Regions from separate parts of the Mus musculus genome. Here region 1 is linked to region 2. The links are chromatin contacts, called in public HiChIP or PLAC-seq maps. All regions are on one chromosome and are shown on one strand. The core of a region is the stretch at or near the end of the contact, and the rest is flanking DNA. Distances in the headings are between cores, read along the strand shown.

The links. HiChIP or PLAC-seq counts read pairs in DNA pulled down with a chosen protein or histone mark.
Region 1: a contact with region 2 is called in an H3K4me3 HiChIP or PLAC-seq map of bone marrow-derived macrophages, with 4 times the contacts expected there. The contact joins the enhancer-like site here to the promoter of Chaf1b in region 2. A contact is called at or near these places in 4 of 39 promoter capture datasets (liver, neural stem cells, pre-B cells and 1 more), 1 of 484 Hi-C or Micro-C datasets (regulatory T cells), 6 of 115 datasets of contacts at active chromatin or transcription factors (the NIH/3T3 cell line, astrocytes, bone marrow-derived macrophages and 3 more) and 1 of 9 other capture datasets (embryonic stem cells).

Annotation. Positions count from the first base shown.
Region 1 is chr16:94,517,849-94,520,548 of GRCm38.p6, reverse strand. The region is part of intron 1 of Vps26c (VPS26 endosomal protein sorting factor C); the gene reads left to right. All of the region lies in intron 4 of Gm31323 (a long non-coding RNA gene), which reads right to left. Among named protein-coding and RNA genes, the nearest start is that of Vps26c, 7.4 kb to the left of the region's middle. Within about 2 kb of position 1,343, at least 139 of the 459 cell types and tissues checked have an H3K27ac peak or open chromatin away from gene starts, as enhancers often do. A contact at or near this core is called in astrocytes, bone marrow-derived macrophages, liver and 1 more, where this site is marked.
Region 2 is chr16:93,882,525-93,885,224 of GRCm38.p6, reverse strand. Chaf1b (chromatin assembly factor 1, subunit B (p60)) reads right to left here and starts at 1,324. Exons shown (of 14, transcript NM_028083.4): 1 at 1,250-1,324; 2 at 604-759. The coding sequence starts at 729.

The DNA.
Region 1 (2,700 bases), core at 94-2,593, 640 kb before region 2:
AGTGATGTCTAACTGAGTGGCAAAGTGACGAATCAGAGAAAGATTTGACAGGATGTGCCCAACTCTCAGGAGAAGAGAGAGGAAAGAGAAGCTACTTAAGGGACAGACAGACAGTGCAGGAAGAAGAGAGTGCAGTGCAGGGTACAGTAGAGTTGAGAGGGAGAGTAAAGCAGCACAGAGAGGGAGAAGGAGGCGGTTTTACCAGGAGAGTTTTCTAGAGACAGGTTGTAGATACAAGCTAGACACAGGTAAAGACAAAATGAGCAAGAGAATCAGGAGCCAGAAGAGTTAGTATGAGGCCAAGCAAAGAATTCAGGAGAGGCTGAGAAAGAGAAGCCAGATTGAAACAGTCAGCTTGGAGAGGAGTTTTGAGGCAGAACAGCTGAGTTGACTGGCCAGCTAGTGTTCATAAAGAACAAGGGTAAGCTTATTCAGTAGCAAGTCTCAGAGACTGAAAACACTCTGGACCTGGAGAAGCTTGTACAGAAGCTAGAAGCTTCCAGGGCTAGGCCTAGGTTAGCAGACTGAATAAAAGTGACTTTGGTGGAATTGTTTGTGACGGATTAGATGTGGTGTTATTGGAGGAGGTGTGTCACTGGGCTTTGAGGTGTCTAAAGCCCACACCTGGGCCAGTCTCTCTAGGTTTCGAATCAAGTTGTGTATGTAACCTCTTAGCTACTGCTCCAATACCATGCCTATCTGCTGTCATGCCCTCCATGATAGTCTGAAAGCATAAGCAGACTCCCAAGTAAACACTGTCTTTGTAAGTTGCCTTGGTTATGGTGCCTCTTCATAACAAGAGAACAATAAAAACAGATGTCCTGCTGGGATGATCTGAAGTGCTGTGAGAGTATGAGAGATTGCAGGGTCACGTGGAGGCTTCTGACCCTTTTAGGAAGCACAGTTAGGACTGTAAGTGGGCCTCTTTCCTCACCTGTACCTAATGCTCCTGAAAAGACTCGGTTCCTGGTTCAGAGCCTGCTCCTTATGCAATGCACGAAAGGCATTTTGAGAATTAGCCCAGCCTGTTTGAAAATTGGCGTGGGGTAAAATTGTCCCCATGATTCTGTGGTTGTCACAGCTGCTCTCATGCTGGCCTGGACTCTGAAGCTGGACAGGTCTAAGCATGCCATGAGTCCTGCACATCAGGGCTCCGTGGACTTCCTCCCTGCTCAGTCACTGTCTTTTCCTCTCCTCCCTCCTGCCCTAGCTTTACCCGAATTCTGTTTCAGGCTGCCCGTGAAGCCTGTGTGGCCTGAACCCTGCATTCTCCACCCAGCTGCTGTTGCTGTCCTGGGGCTTCCGGTCCAGCTGTGTGGAGAGCCAGCCCAGGAACGTTTGTCAGTTGGTCCTTGTGTTACTGACTTCCTTCTCATATTGCTGACATAAATATGCTGACAGGCAGCTTAAGGGAACACTGCTTGGTTTTTGGCTCACAGTCCTTCGTGGGGAATTCATGGTGATAGGGACTTGAGGCAGCTGGTCAGACTGCATCTGCAGTCAGGAAGCTGAGAGACAACTGTGAGTGCTTAGCTCCTTTCCCAGTTTATTCACTCCTGTTAGGGTGCACTTCTGGCCTCAGTTAACCTAGTCAGATAATCCCTCACAGGCCTGCCCAGAGGCTGGTCTACTAGGCGATCCTAACAAGGTGATTGATAATCAGTATCACCTTCATCACCACAGCCCTCTGTTGTACTGTTGTCCCCTCGGCTGACTCTTCTCCACTCAGTACCCTATCAGTGCCCTATCAGTGCCCCAGACTAAGTCAGTACCCTGCTGGTCTGTCAGTGGATGTCTAAGGCACAATGCTTTGTGGACATTCCCAGTGGTCTGGGTGCAGTCCCCTGTGACACTCATCCCTCAATGTTCTATCTCTGCCCTTGACTACCAGCTGACCTCTTAGCAAGGTGGGACACTAAAGTGTCCGAGGTGAAGGCACCCTTCTCTTTGCTCTCCATCGTCATTTCAGTTTCTGTTGAGTTTGCAACACCCCACACACATCCTCCTCCCCACCCAGCCCCCAGCTTTCCGAGAGGTGGTAATGTATGCACGCCGTTCTATTTGTAATCCCTTCTTCAACCCCAGGCACTACTCTGGGCTTCAACTTGTAGTCAGGAAGGAGAATGACTGTTTTTCCATTTAACACAGACAGACAGACACACACACACAGACACACAGGACACAGGTCAGAAGAGAACTAGTGAGTGTTTCTCTCCTAGCGTGGGAAGTGGGGATGGAACTCAGGTCATCAGGTTTGGTGGCAGGTGCTTTTACCTGCTGAACCTTCTGGCAGCCTGAAGACGGACTTGTTTTTTATTCTCTCAGATGTTACATCCCAACCCCAGTTACCCCCACCCCCAGCTTCTTTCCCCCACTCCTGCAACCTCCCCTCTCCCCTAGATCCAGCCCACATCCTACTACCCTCAGAAAAGAGCATGTCTCCCAGGGACATCAAACAAACACAGCATTATAAGCTACAATAAGACCCAGCACATACCATCACATCTAGGTTGGACAAGGCAGTCCCGTAGGAGAAGGATCCCACAAGTAGGCAAAAGAGCCAGGGCAACCTCTGCCTGGGCCCACTGTCAGGAGTCCCACAAGAACAGCAAGCTACCCAACCATAACATATGTGCAGAAGCCCTAGGTCAGACCCCCACAGGCTTCCTGATCTCTGCCATAAAATTTCCCCTGAGCCCT
Region 2 (2,700 bases), core at 75-2,574:
AGAAATGCACACCATCAGTCCCCTTACCTGCTATTCCCCTCTTCCAGTTCTTTAGAGCAAATGGGCAAAGCACAGAGCACAGGAGCTAGGCTCAGTATTACTATTTTGAGACAAGGTCTCACCTAGCCCAGGCTGGACTCAAACTCACTACTGTTGAGAATCTCAAACTTCAGATCTGTACCGTATGGGTATTGGGGATACATGCCTGGCACCACAGAGCTCTTCCTAGTTTAGTATTCTAAAATACTGAGAACCCACTTGTAACAATGTAGCAAATAGCCGGGCCGTGGTGGCCCACGCCTTTATTCCCAGCACTTGGGAGTCAGAGGGTTCGAGGTCAGCCTGGTCTACAGAGTTCTAGGACAGCCAGGGCTACACAGAGAAACCCTGTCTTGAAACAACAAACAAAACAAACAAAAACAATGTAGCAAATGTTAAGAAAGCTAATCTTCTCAGCATTCCTTGCTTTCCCCAGGCCTCAGAACTTAGTACACTGGACTAGGTGGCAACCCGACTTGAGTTGCTGCCTTCAGTTTTAAACAAAGGAATGAAAACGTGAGCTCCGCGTAGAACCTCCCCGTATCCTCCCGCCTGTCCATTTACCCTGACGGCGGTGTCCACCCCCGCGGATGCCAGCCTGTGGATCTTCCAGGTTGCCCCATGCTGGAAGTCCAGGCTGTACACTGGCTCCTTGTTGTGCCAGGCGATTTCACACGTGATCACTTTCATCCTCCAGAGTTTCCGCCAGGCAAAGGGAGGCTGGAAACGTTAGCAAAGAGTTAAACAGCGACCCTGGAACATGAAGGGCGAGCCGGGGAAAGAGCACAGAAGCCATTAGCGACGCCGACGGCTCAGACACCTGCAATCTTCAGCTAAAATGCTCCCGCAGGTAGAGAGACTTCCACCAGTGTACGGTTCCGGAAGAGAAAGAAACCAAACACCCCAGACGGAGGCGAGGACGGGCAGCACAGAGCATCGTGTTGAGGTGGGGTCCCAGAGACCGGTACCGGAGTACTGGCTATCATCCCGGGGAGCAGCAAGGGAGGGAGTTCACGGGGAGGGGCGCGGGTCCGGGCGGCCCAACCCGGCCTGGCGGAAGGCGCGCGAGTCCCGGTCCCGGTGGGGACTGTGGTCTGGGACGAACTGCCTTCTGCCTGCGCCCGCGCTGAGATCAGAACTCACGGCCCCGGTGAGGAGCTGCAGCCCAACCCAGGTCAGAAGCGCGGAAGCCGGGTATCAGCAAACCTACCTGCAGTAACTCGGTCCACCCGGGGCCGCCACAGCCCGCAGCTTCCCGCGCGCCGCAGGCCACGCCTCCGGTCACGCCTCCTCGGGGCGGAGTTCCGGGGCGTCCCGCCTCCGCGTGGGCGGGGCTGTCACAAGACAAAGTCTCTGAATGGGAGGGTCCAGGGCATCCCTCCTCCCAGTGGCCAGCAATCTCCCGGCACCTTGGCTTCCGGTGGGCGGAGCTCTGGGCTCTTTTCTTTCTCGTGGGCGGGGCTGTCGCGGCTCGTGGCTCCTGTTGGGCGGGACTGGGAATCCCATTCCCGCGCCTCGGAGGAGTCCAGGCTCGTCCAGCTTTGACGTGCTAACCCGAGATGCAAGACGTCCTACCTACCACGCGTCAGTGTCACATGCTCATCGGACAGATCTTCCCGCCTGGAATTTACGGTCTAGAAAGAAAAGCGGGACTAGAGACGCAGGCAGCTGATTGCACGCTTAGCCAACAGCAGCGGTTCTGTCACCAGCCCCTGCCGGTGATCTCAGCACTCCAGAGGACCCTAAGAGGAAGGTTATCCTCAGCTACAGAGAGTTCCAGGCCAGCCTGAACTAAAGACTAAACAAAAAATATATAACATTTCTTATAGGGCAGATGGGAAACTTTGGGACTCATCTAATATAACCAAATAAGAGTGTCCCAGGCAGTGGATATTTGAGAGCTGTCCTGCCCCACCAAATATCTCAAAATGGCTCTGGAGTTTCAAAATGTCAATAAAACAGCAATGCCTTCGCCCTCTCTTAGCGATGTGACAGACGCCTAGAATGGTTGTTATGATGGTAATCCCAACACTCTGAAGGTGGAAATGGGAAGATGATCAGGAGTTCAAGGTCAACCTTAACTACACAGCAAGATTGAGGCCAGCCTCATGAATGTGTAGGAACTTCCATTCCAATTATGTAATGGTTAATTTATCCACCATGACCTTCTCAATAATGTCACATATTTTTTAAAGATTCTTGTCTCCTATGGTTTTGACTTCTTACAGGCCAGCATATGAAAGTTAAGGTTTTTTTTGTTTTTGTTTTTGTTTTTGTTTTTTTTTTTTTCCAAGACAGGGTTTCTCTGTACAGCCCTGGCTGTCCTGAAACTCATTCTGTAGACCAGGCTGGCCTCGAACTCAGAAATTCACCTGTCTCTGCCTCTCAAGTGTTGAGATTAAAGCCATACACCACCACTGCCCGGCGAAAGTTGGGTTTTTATAAAGAAATGATCTCAAGAGCTGGAGAGGACTCAGCATGTAAGAGCACTGGCTGCTTTGGTCAAGGCCCTGGGTTCAGTTTCCAGAACCCACATGGTGGATCATGACACAGTTCCAGTTAACCCAACACCCTTTTCTGACCTCCAAAAGCACCAGGCACACATATGGTGCACATGCATACATACTGTGATGGCTTGTATATGGTTTGCCCAAGGAGTGG